2 separate regions of the Siniperca chuatsi genome follow, and region 1 is linked to region 2. A link is a contact called in public Hi-C data. All regions are on one chromosome and are shown on one strand. Each heading gives the region's core, a stretch centred on a gene start, on an enhancer-like site or on the middle of the called end of the contact. The rest is flanking DNA. Distances are from core to core; before and after follow the strand shown.

Evidence for each region. A called contact is a pair of places that touch in the nucleus more often than the background predicts.
Region 1: a Hi-C map of liver shows a contact between it and region 2, with 2.6 times the contacts expected there. The contact joins the promoter of zbtb16a here to the enhancer-like site in region 2. A contact is called at or near these places in 2 of 3 Hi-C or Micro-C datasets (liver and an unstated tissue).

Annotation. Positions count from the first base shown.
Region 1 is chrLG14:22,488,206-22,494,781 of ASM2008510v1, forward strand. zbtb16a (zinc finger and BTB domain-containing protein 16-A) reads right to left here and starts at 1,285. Exons shown (of 7, transcript XM_044221764.1): 1 at 1,136-1,285.
Region 2 is chrLG14:22,418,193-22,424,996 of ASM2008510v1, forward strand. All of the region lies in intron 3 of zbtb16a (zinc finger and BTB domain-containing protein 16-A), which reads right to left. Among protein-coding and RNA genes, the nearest start is that of zbtb16a, 68 kb to the right of the region's middle. Within about 2 kb of position 3,384, the one cell type or tissue checked has an H3K27ac peak away from gene starts, as active enhancers do. A contact at or near this core is called in liver, where this site is marked.

The sequences.
Region 1 (6,576 bases), core at 35-2,534, 68 kb after region 2:
CTGATCACGAGTTGTCTGCCATAGCGCGCCTTGGCGACCCAGCCACAACAAGAATAAACAGCGTTCAATATTCCAGACCACGAGCCACACTGACAGACACAAATGTGGAGAAAGCAAAATGGTACAGCGTCTCTAAGGGGCACAATCAGAGACACTGAGCGTGCTAAAAAGTATACACGAGGCAGACAGCTGCCAGAATCTCTCGCCGATTCAAGCCAGCTCTCCTCTGATCATCGCACAGGTGGACTTTGTTTGAGGCAAGATGAAATACTCAAATACTGGCTCTTTACAGCTAACGAGAAGGAGGTGTGATCTTGAGAAAGATACCTAAAGGATAAAGGGAAAAAGAGTGAAAGGGGAAAGAGAGAGATCAGACAGTCTCGATAACAAATCAATTTGCCCTTGCATCTGTTACCAGTTCCCCACCTCACAGTATGCTGCGCGTGCTACTGCAAGCCGATTATTGGTAACCAATCAAACATCTTTGCCTGTCAATCAATTGTAGTCTGACTGTACAGTGACTGGATTTTGGCTTGTTTCGAGATTAAAGACCAGTGTCCCCAGTCCTCATCATGATGTCATCACGGCTAAATAAACCACACTGGTGAGTCTGGAGACACAAGGACGGACAAGAGTGTCGTTGTCTAAAAATTGCATAATTTCCATCAAAACGAGCAAACGCGATTTCTCCAGTAAAGTCACATGGGGGGCGTCATATGTTGTCTGGGTCCCGGTGAAACAGCCAGACCTCACGTCCTCTGGCTGCGATCTCCAGCATACTAAACCAGACCGAGAGGAGGGGGGGGGGTTACGTCAACCTTAACATCTCTACAATAGACTACCGTGCGTTAATGCAAACTTCAACACCTTGCAGCGCAATCAGGTAAACACTTGTTTTCATCCAGCACTCCGGTGCGCAGATCCAACTTGCGTGCCAAAGTCGCGTTTACTGTTAACTTCAGCATGAGGTTGAACGGGGACAAGCAGAACGATCCCCAGCGTTATACATGCATCAAAACATCCACATGGTGAATGAAAGTACACAGAGAAAACAGTGGTAGACACATGCAGAGTAGCGTGTCTGGCACTTGTCGCCGGGAAACTGCAGCTGCGTTTAGCCCGGATTGGTACTCACCTAAGTTGCACGTTTTGATTCCGTATAGTGCAGGGGGAGTGGGGCTACAGCATAGTAAGGCAGTTCGCAGTACCCGCTCTCTCTACACGCACTAACTCCTTTCTTCTCTCGCCTTAGCAAATCAACACGGCGCTGACGTCAACGCAGCCAGTCAGCCAGACGAGCAGCAGGCAGGCGGGCAGCCGGCGCTGCGCTCCAGCCCATACAAACACTAAGAAAGTGAGACACCTAGGGGGCTGTCTCATGTCAAACGGCTGTGTTACAGTATGGCAGTGAAAGGTTAGCGACACTGCCCTCCCTCCAGCTGTTTGAATGCACATATAGCCTATAGTGGTTCTCAAACTCCAGCCAGGGGCAGACTGAGGAAAAGTCAAGTACTCCTGAAGCCCCCCTCTAACCATTTTCAATCCATTCATTATGTTTAAGAGGCAGCAGAGTACAGCACAGGTGAATGCAAAGGTAGGATAGGGGGAAAAAAAGGCATCTGATCCATCCTCCACGACATGAGATTAATTCCGAAGGTGCTTAAAAAAATAAATAATATTGAACATTCAAAACCAGATGAAAAAATTAAATCCTGCAAAAACTTGACTGAGACAGTATTAGGCTACTAGCAAGCCAAACAAATGTGTAGAAAAATGCTCACACACCAAGTTATCTCATCTCAACCGGTTAAAATCTGGCATCTCAAGATGTTAAAAGTGTTCACGTTCATTTTCAATACATAACTACACCGTCTTGTTCATTTCCAATGTCTTAATATATTAAGAACTGGGAGCAACTGGGGGTGATTTAGTGGAGGACTCCTGTGGCCTGACCACTTCTATTTTCTTTTGTTGTATTTTTATGCTATATTAGTGCCCCTGTTCTGCTTCTCTCTGTATTCAGACTATTATTTGAATAAACAATTTCATTCTTAATACAAACTACTACTACTATTATTGATAAATCTGACAATAGTATGTTAAAGAAATGCAAAACCATGAAAGACATGGAATGAACAGATTATATAAAGTGGTTTAGAATTATATTATTCATCACTTAAATCCAAAATGTTCCAGCAGGCTACAGATTCATCGTCCCTCAGTGGTGAACCTGGCATGGCCCGTCCAGAGCAGACATCATCGCTAAGCAATGATCATGTGACAGACAGATACCTCAGTTAGAATCGTGAACAGATGCAATAGCCATATGACCACTTATGACAACAACGTAAGGCATGGGTCAGCTCTTATGTTCAAAAAGAGTGAGCCTTGCCGTGCCAGCCAATGCCGTGGAAGCATCAGTCAACATTGTTGTGATAGCACAGCAAATTTCAACATATTAATATGCTTTTAACTTGACTTAAGATGTCTGTATTGATCCTGTTAAGATGCAATAACTTTGTGTGTAGAGAAGTAAAGAGCTTGTGTGATTGCAATGTAATACAAGCAAAAACACATGGCAACAATCCCAAGCTTAATCTAATATTGAGCTTCCTGAAATTTGATTTTTGTAAAAATGGCAAAATAATTAAGCATTGGATTCAAATAATTTCCCAGAATCAAATGTCATTTTCTTGAGTCTATTGCAGAAGCAGTCTTGTTTTAGGATACTGACACTAATTTGAAGAAAAAACATGAAACAAAAAAACTGCACTGGGAACAAGTTTCATAAAAAATACGTCCTGAATGATCAATATAGTGAACCTCTTTCAGACGGATGGTTTTGCAGTGCATTAACAGACTTTAATTGTTTCTCAGCATAGCTTTAATTTTCCTCTTGCTTTTTTCTATTGACCAATAACCAGGGACGCAGTGGATGTTACACCTCATTATTGTTTGGCCTGATATAACTCTTGGAGTCTTTTATAGTAAAAGCATACTTTAGAGCTTCTCTGAAAATAAAGTTGATTGATGTTTTTGCCTTAATGATGATCACTGACTGGAGGCTAGTCTTTACCAATTTTACTATATTTTAATTCTGTTGTTATGTTCCCTTTAAGTGCTCCTTGTAAGCTCTACTTTGAGTTCCTAAAGTCACAAATACAAATTGTCCCACATTTAAGTACTTTTGTCAGTTTGATTTAAAAATCATGGCTGCAGCAGTAGAAGGAAGAGGAGAATACGAGCACAATGTGTATGTAAATTTATATCTTTGTTCTTTTGTATAGACATTTATGTTCCCCAGATCCTATTGGCTTTGTTGACCACAAACCCTTATTTAATGCCACAAGCAGGTCAAAGTTTTCAATTATCCCCTGAAATATCTCAACATCTACTAGGTGGACTGGCACATAATTTATGATTTGTAGATGATGTATCCTAATGACCCTGACTTTTTGTATAGCGTCACCAGCAGGTTGACATTTCTGGTTTTGACTGAGAATTTGAGTTTAAATTGAATTAAACTAAATATTACAGTTTGTTGAATAGATACGATGAAATACATACATAAATGACTTCGGTCAATGGTTCAGGCACATGTCTCAGTTCATAGCCAGACAGAAAACACTGAGGTCAAATAGAATACATTCACCACTGACTGACTGGGAAAACCCAGCAGGTAAAAATACATCCAACTGAGGGCTGCTGAGTTCCTTATACGAGGAGCTTTGCCAGGTGGTGCAAGAAGAACAATTTGCAACCCAACTGCAGTAAGACAAAGCTGGGAGGGCCTCGTCATCCAGGATGATGAGTTTAGTCACCTTCGTGCCTCAGGCTCACATCAACACTTCACTGACTGAGGCTGATAAAATGGAAGCAATGGACAAGTCAGGTCAGAGTAGACTATCTGAGGGAGACGTTCAGTGTCTGCAACAGATCACTCACTGTGTTCAATCAATCAGCAGTGGTTGACAGCACACTCAGGTTTGTGGTAGTGTGCTGAGAAGGAAACATTAACATTAATATTAACAAATAACAATAGATGTCTATGTCAGTATTTTTCGTTGTGTTCAGGAGCTGCCTACTTTGACCTAAAAAGGTCTTTTGACTGACATTCAAAGCAACCAATGACAAAAGCTTTGGCATGACATTACACAGCAGTTCAGTTCTACTTTAAGTCTTCAAAGCTACAACAAAGCTTCTTCTATAAATCCTCTCAAACACAGCCTTTTTATTTTTGTTTGGCATTGATATTCCTGATTCAAGAGATTCTATATTTTGATTTCTGAACTGGTTTGTCATGAGTTTCCCAGTGACTGAAGTAACTGAGTACCTCTGACAGTCACCATCATGCAGCATCTGTTAGACTGTAAAGGCCCCAGTATGCTTTAAAAGAAATGATTGTCGGATTGTCAAACACCACCTGAAACCCCTTTTGCAGTGATTTGCGAGGGAGTTGCATGTGTGAAAGTAAGGCAGAGTTTGAACAAGCTCTCTTTTTCATTCTTTGCACATCTACTTCCTTCACTTCCTGTGCACAACTGAGTGCAACACCATGAATGCCTTCGAAGAGACACGGTTCATTTGTACGATTTATTGTGCTGAGACTACACAGACATGCAAAAGACACAGAATTCTTGGAGAGAGATCGGGGAGGCAGTTGGACGCAGCCAAAGGGAGGCTATGACGGCACGCTTTTCACCACGCCACTGAGTGTGGCCAATCTGAACAGGTATAAACACTTTTGCATTTACTGTAGATGTGGTCGGACAACATGACATATGACCTTCGTTTGAAGCATACTGAGACCTTAAATTACTACTCCTGCTAATTGCACTGTTCACTGCAGTTGTATTGGAAGATGTTTGTTTCCCCATTTAACTCTACAAGTCAGATTGCTGGATGAAATGTCTAGGTATAGAACAGTCATTTCACATATTTTGTTTTCCTTTCCACATCATTTGTCAGACTTGATCCTTTGGTGAGAATGTAACGCATTTGCATGTATGGTCATACACTGTAGAAACATATGAATGTGGTGTATGTCTGTGACATTATCCATTTTTTGAAGGTACACATTTCAATTTTAAAGCTTGAAGCGTTTAGGTTAAATGCCTAACAAAATCTTGGAACCACAAAATTTAAATGTAGGCCAATAAAAGGTGGACCTGTTTGTGTCAGTTGGGATGAACAAGCAAGAGCCACCATGGCTGACTGTGATAAGCAGAGACATGGGGTCTATTAAGTAAGCATGATGATTCTCAAAATTGCCACTAAAACTCACACTAGAAAAATAAATAGTTCTTTTGCTAACCTGTAAATCTGTTTTTGCTGATATTTTGTACAATCCTAAATGTGTAAATACAGTATATTCAGAGCACCTATTTATTGCTTATACAATACAATCCTGAATAATGTATTTGCTATATTCCTATCTATGTCCTATTTGACACTGCTGCAATGACCTATTTCCCCCCACTGAAATCATTAAAGTTTCATTAATTCTAGTCTAATCACAGCCAAAATAAACTGTACTTTGGTAACTCTGACAAAACCAAAGATGTTGGTGCGAGACTAAAAATTAGTAAATGCTCAATTAAATTAATTAGAGGACAATGTACTCCATCCTGGTAAAGAAATATGTTTATGTTGGTCTAGATTTAGTTTTTAAGAAGCTTGGATTATTGTTTGGCATTTAAATGTTCACTTTAAAAGAACACAAAAGCACATTTCCTTAGCAAAAACTACCACAATTTAATATTCTGTATTCGTATTTATTTTAATTTTAAAACTGCAACAGGTATAGGTTCTTGCACCAGGTTGTAAGTAGTCACACAGTTTATAGCTGTTTCAAAATGGAAAGCATAGGTTTGAGGGGGGCTTTCAGGGAAATCTCATTTCCTTTAAAATACAGCGGTGCTCTGGGAATTTTTAGATTCATCCGGGAACGGATCACAGAGTGCTTCATTACCTTTGAGCTGCGTGCTGTGCAGGCTTACCCAGGGATAAAAAAAGGCACTCCCTTAATCTGGCAATAATCCACCGTTTTACAGAGGGAAAGGAAGATGAGGGCTAAATTATAAAAACCAGATCATCACTGCACTTTAAAATAATACCAAGAGTCAGAAAAAGATGGGTTGCCATAAAGGACATTTTGGTTTGTAGCTGAGGTTAGAAATGGGACCATTAACTGTCAGGGAGTCAATAGGGGCTCCTATATGATTCAGAGGTTTGTTATCTACATTGGGCTGCATGTGCTTCCATTGTTTTCACTCAACTTTATTTAATTTTTTTTCTGTTGAGGAAGAGGGTGATCAACTATAAAGAAACGCCAATATGAATTCTATATTACATGGTGTTCCATTTAAAACTAAAGAACCTTGAATATGCACAATTATTAGTAATGACAAATGAAAGAAGAACTTATCACTGCAGTTATCTACAACGATTGGCAAAGTTTTGCTCACAACAAGCGTCCTCCCACTGACTTTCTATGTTAATTAGCTGTTTTCTCATTCAAAGGATACTCGGGATATGTGAAAAGGTCCGATTTCTACTATATTACTACAAATAATT
Region 2 (6,804 bases), core at 2,134-4,633:
TCATGACACAATGAAAGAGCTGTCAAATTTGATTGGCTGACTTCCATTTCTGCCGATGTCAGTGCATACCAGGGGCTCATTACAGAACCTGCGACAAGTGGTAGTGAAAATCTAATAGCCAGTGTGAATGTATGACACACTGTTATATCATTACCAGAACAATGTTTTACTGTTGTGCATAATGCTGGAGAAATCTGCTGCATTTTTTAAACAGGAACAGTGGTTTTACTGTCACAAGCTGTCTGTCTCATGGAACAACTCTCACTTCACTTCCAGGTGTGACTCCCTGTCCAGCTCGTGAGTAGATGATGGTAACAATACACATGGAGGGTCGTCAGAGGAAACTCTGATTTGATACGACAGTAAGTGTTCAGCAGGCTGACAGCTACAGAGCTTCAACTGCGCTCACAGCAGACCGGACAGTTTACAAGACACACCACCCTCGGACAGACAGCACATTTCACGCTTGGATATTACCACACATGACAAAAGGTCTGTGGCATACTATATGTGAATGAATCAATCCAGAGGGAAGCTGCATTAGGCTGTTTTAGCTACATACAACATAATCCGACACAGAATGTAATGTGAGATTTCCTTAAATATTGCAGCAAGCGATATTATGAAGTTAGAAATCAAGTGAACTTATTAAAGAAAATAGCTGAAAATTCAATGTGTGGGATACTAATACTTAACGACATTTTGTTTTGTAGAGATAATTTCATTAGTAGCCTGTTCAAATATTCCCACCACTACTTGGATTCAATTGTATTTATTGCTTTAGTTTGCCTAATGCTTCTACTAAATAATAAAGAAAATAGTAATGACTAATAAAAATCGGTAGATGATAAATAAAGAAAATTTACCACACTTGTTATTATTACATTTATACTGTCATGTGGTGACGATTTTGTGAATTTGACAGAGGATTTGAAGGTGATTAAAGCAGAGAACGAGGACATCTCAACAGCTGAAAACATTAAGGATATGAGCTGTGTCCGCAGTCATTCACTAATTCACTACTCACTATATATGAAGCTGTATGTAGTGGACTATATAGTGTGTTTGTTGGCAAAAGCTAACTAACATCATACAGTAGGTAGTTAGTGACCATCGATTGTACCTTACTTTTTACAATGCATTGTGGGATACTTTCAGTCCACTGTATAGATTCTAATAATCATCACTAGACATTCTGACAATATTACATAACGGCGAAGACACTACTGTATATAGTGGACCATAATGTGAATATTAGCGATGCTCTCTGCTCAGGTTGGTGGAAGGTGGAGCAACAGTGTGCAGGGGAATTATGTGAGCAAAGTTAGTTGTCACCAGACTAACTCCATGTACTAATATTAAGGTTGTAACTGGTCCCACCCCAACAGGTACAAACAGGTGAGGTGAGTTGTACAATATGTCAATCATACCTGCATGTGCCCACATCCTGACAGCAGGTTTAATAAGGCTACAGTGAAAACACCCTTAATTTCATTATCTTTCACATTTTACATATTTCTTCTGCAAATCTATTTCCATCCTCACACTAGATATTGTTTGGATATTGAGCGCTGTAAATTAGTAGTAAGTATAGAGTTAGTGTGTCATGGTCACCACGTTAAAAATGTGTTGATTGTGTCATTACCATCTACCAACACACAGACACTGCATGAAAAGCAGCTCAGTTTTATTCTGTGAGCTGTCCTGGATACATGTCACACCAGTTAGTTTCTGCACTGTGTGTGCGCGTGCGCGTGTGTGTGTGCGCATGTCTGTAGGTTTTACAGTCAAGCTCAATACTCACACGCCTGTGCACACACTCGCACAAAGCAACACAAATCCATACTAGCCACAGGCTCCTCTCCAATCTATTTTCTGCTCAGCTGGTTTTAAATGAAGTTATTATGACTCATTAAAATGCCCACAAGCTTGTGGAAGTCGGCCAATTACGATTTAAATTTAGCCTCCTGCTCTCACAACCTTATCTCCCCCCTGTACTACCCACCTCTCATACTGCCACGGGTTTTTTTCTTTTCTGTTTTGGGAGGGGGGTGTTTGTGATGCATTCAGAAACTGTTTAACAACCCCCCCCCAACACACACAGATAGCACACACACCTGTACATGCATGTAGACCAACCTGGTCAATGTGAGATAAGGCTATAGAACTTGAGATATAATCTGTGCAATAATTACATATCAAAGAATAATATACAAAAAAAGATTTTAAAAAAATCAAGCACGGCTTATATCAACATGTGCTGTCCAGATACACATAGCAGCGCCTCCTCCAAATGTGGCAGATACCACTAATTGCTATACAGAATTGCACAACTGGACCTTGCCAGTACCACACATGTACACTCTGACATACAAGCTGTACATAACTGAAGTTTTCCTTGGTAAACTTTGGTTTCCCTTTTTAAAACTCAGCCACACCAGACAGTATTTGCAAATACATTTCCTTGTTATGTTCATTTTGCAACGCATTAAAAGCCAGATGGGTTTGTCACATGTAACACACACAGTATTAATAAGCAGGTAGAGAAGTTCTACTACTTCCCTACACAAAAACATTTTTTTTTCTATTGACATTTGACTGCATACACTATACAGGAGTTTTTATTTATCTGGTAACTTAGAGTATAAATCTTAGCAGGGGGAATATGATTATGGTGATGTCACTGACTGGCTTTTTGTGTCCAGATAAGTGCCACAAGGACTCACAATCAGCTCAACCCTTCTGTCATCCGGACGGCATGAAACAGTCTGAAGGACCCTTTGCCTAAAAAAAAAGACACTCCCAGAATACCTGGAGACTAGACCGAACAATTCCACCTGATCCTGTTTTAGCCCCCTTGAGCAATGTTCACTATTCAGCCAGTAAGAGCCCCCCAAACACACACGACCTAATTTAACATCACACTCTAGAGCAAACAAATGTCTGCAGCCTGTGCATCTTCTCCCTCTTTTCAAGATAATGGTGAGCAGTGCGTGTGTGTGTGTGTATGTGTGTACAGTTTACCTCATGTAAGAGTGTGTGTGTGCTTGGTTTGTGTGTACACATGTGTTTGAGTGTGTGCGTTCTACAGTATCATTCGAATTTCCAGGAGAGCAAATTAATTGGCAGCCTTTTGCAATAATTGACTTTTACCACACACACACACAAAACACACACACACACACGCATCTAGCACACACAGCGAGCACTCACATCTCTCTTTCTCAGACACATACACACACATGCTGCTCGCTGACAACAAAGCTGCTGGGAGGAGGGAGGGATGATGAAGCGAATCCAAAATTCAATCGACTGTGTTCTTGTTTTGAGCAGAAGGCACAAAGTGTACTGTACTGTGAGAGGCCATAAAACTCTCACTCTCCACCAAAAAAGAAAAAAAAAACAGCCTTTGGTAGACACACAGACGTTTCAGCAATCACCCTCCATCAAAACACTTTGTCTCGCATACAAAAATAAGACTTGGCATCAGAGCGGAATACCAAATCAGGCCCATTAAGGGAGCACAGGGGCACTCACTACTTAGCAACCAAAAGGATTTAAAGCTGCAATATCCCTGTAATAAAAGGAATAAGATCAAGTCCTCCTGTTTTTTTTTATTCTTGTCTGAAAATAGAGAGGGCTGAAAAGTCAACTTTGAGCTTCCGTGTCTAACTTTGTGATTGACAGGCTTTAGAGTAACCAATACCACAGGAAAAGGACTTCAGTAATTTGATTACAAACTAATCTGCTGGAGCTGCTTGTTGGACAAAAGCTGATTACTTGTGGAATTATTTCATTTAGATTCATCTTTTGCACATCTTGTAAATAAGAGATTAGCTTGCACAGATGATTCTAAATTGTGTTACTTATTGTAGAGATTCTGCAAAGTATATGATTAAAAGTATATTTGTTAGTGGTTCTTTGGATTTTGGCCATTAAAGCAAGTAGATTTGCTAATGACAACTGCATAGTTCTGTACTGACCTTAACAATTCCACCTACTGATAGTCTATTGATTGCATTTCAAATTATTCATTTTAATTAAATGATTGTTACTATACTTGTATTTCTGCTTGTTTTTATATCAATATCGTGATTTTGCATTAATGTATTCCCTCATTCATTTTGAGACCATATACAAACAGGATCAATGTCAAGAAGAGTGACAGCCTAGTCTCAAATCTACATTTTTAACTAATCAGCTGAATCACAAAACAGGAAGAGGCCCTGTTCTTCCTGTGTAGACTTTGTCTGGGGCTATCGGACGGAATGAAAACTGCAAATAGAAAAATTATTTCTAAAATATTAATCCTTGTTCGGCATCAAAGTGTGACAGGGAGCGACAGGATTCATGGGAAATGTGTTGTATTTTTGGGATACACGATACAACTGAAATGGGATAGAATCTAACAAAAGGCTTGGTCAAGATATTTATTGGTTTACAGCAGTACCAAGGATACAGTATCAAATATTTTATGAGAATAAAAGTCTCAAGCTCAACCAGAAACCCTTAGAGGCTGCAACACCTAAATGTGTTGGATGGAACAAACAACATACTCAGGATTTTGCTATTCTTACCAGTAGTGGAGCTAAAAATAAAAAAAGGAGGATGGCGCTTTCATTGTGCCCACAATGAAAAGGGTTCATCCTCTGGGGAGCCTTAATGTGCAAATTTCATATCAATCAGGCCATTAGATTGTTATTTTTCTTGTGTATAGAGAGCCCAAGTCCAGATGTCATTTTGGGGCTAGCTGCCTCTTCCAGGAAGGCAGCTACAGGTGTCTGGTAGAACCACGCAGAGCAAAATGACATTTAAGGCAACTGGCCATCTAGTCTGAGTGTGCGTTCAGACACAGAGCTGTCAACCTGGTCAGCCAGAGACTTTATCACCCAGAGGATTATCCCTCACATACTGTTTGGCCGGGCTATTTTTAATGTTTTATTTCTTTAAAAACACTGCGTTTCCAAGAAGCCCGCGGCACAGGTACACTGAGTTCTGGCTAAGGAGCGCAGCTGCTCAGAGCAACACGTTAGTCACATTTGCTCAGGACAGAAGTCTAACAAGTCCCCCCAATCCTCTGGTAAGGAAATAAAAATATCAGTCTGACAGCAACGGCTGATGCTACAGTATTATAAGTCGACCCCTGCACTGTTTTGCCTCTCACTTGTCTGTCCCCGACGTGCCCTCCTCTCATGTAATGCAACCCAGTTGAGATTTGTCCAGCTGCATAATCCCAGTGGTGTTTGGAACAGTAAATCAACCGGCCAGGGGAAGTATTACAAGAAGTGCAGGGGAAGGGGGAGCTTTAAGTTGCAGAGAAGGAGTAATGTTATGCTACTAAAGCATGAGCTACTACTGTTTATCCGCTCTGTATGTCATCCTGTGTTAATGTACCCAGGGAAACAGCAGTGATATACGTGTGTATGTGTGTGTGTGCGTGCACGCATGCAGGACAGAACATCAGCTGTGGTTAAAAATGTACATGCAAACCGCTTAACACTTTGGGCCATACTTTTATTTTTTTTTCTGAACTACTTCTTTTCCTACTACTTGCTTTTAATAGCACTTTCCCCCCCGCCACTCCTCCCTCCCTTGAGTCTCCTGTCTCTCCTCTCACTCATGCATACATACACACACACACACACACACATTTAGGAATTTGTGGCCTGGAAGGCAGTCAAGTTTCATTAATTTCTGGGTTTGGGTACAGTACAGTGTGTTCCTGGACTCACATCTGCGAGCGATCATAAATGCTGGAATGCTGGCAGAACATCCAGACCTGCCGGCACAAATATGTCGTCATCACTGTGAGGGAAGAGCCGGCATGACGCCAAAACAGCCGACCAGTCGACAGCCAAACAGCCAAACAAACGCCACGGAGATAGAAACGCAGACAAAGAGCAAAGGGAAACAGTCCTCCCGCCTCGCTGCGTTCATATCTAAATTCTTTGCATTTTTTCTCATCTAAATGCTCTGGACATTTAAGTGGGCATTTTACTCCCACACTCAGATTGGGATCAGAATGGAACAAAGCTTTTAATTTTATGGAGCCAAGATGAACATCTGGTCAGGGACAGAAGGAAAACTAGACTTTTGGCTAACTCTAATAATGTTAGTTAATGTGTACTGTTCAGGTCAAATAAACTATAGAACAAAATTTTTACAGTTAGATGTTACTCAGGTGCACAGACACTTAGAGTAGATGTTATTTATCTGTATGTAGCATACTTTTCTCTCTATAAAATCCATTTGGTTATTTGGTAACTTATTTTTTGAATTTTCTTTCCTTAATTCAGCTTTACATCAGGTTGTGTAATCATGTCATTGCTTTTTTTGTCACTCTCTGGTAGTAAGAGTGGAAGAAGTAACATATTGGTTATTGCAGTCTTTTTTGACACTGGGGCGGCGCTATCGTCAGAAATGTTCTATTTCTAAACATAGTGGCTTTAAGTAATCTACTTATCACAGCTTTTATTTTTTAGCATAAGACCAACCAACAGGGAACATAATGCTATGCTATCAACTGAGGTGTCGTAAAAGTCGTAAAAGAATTCCCTTCCGGCTGGTCTGAAACGCTATTCTAAACTGCAAACCTCACTCTGTAAATACACTGTACTGGCTGACTAATGCACAAACCAAACACAGGCATACCAAACAGATGAAGCCTGTGTGACACACCATCACACAGTGCTAGCATATGACCCGAAATGCCAGGAGATTATCAAGTAAAGTCATGTTTCCATCAATAATGTAGAAACTCTGAGATAATGTGTTTGTGGGTAAACTGTGATTGAGCTTGTGTGT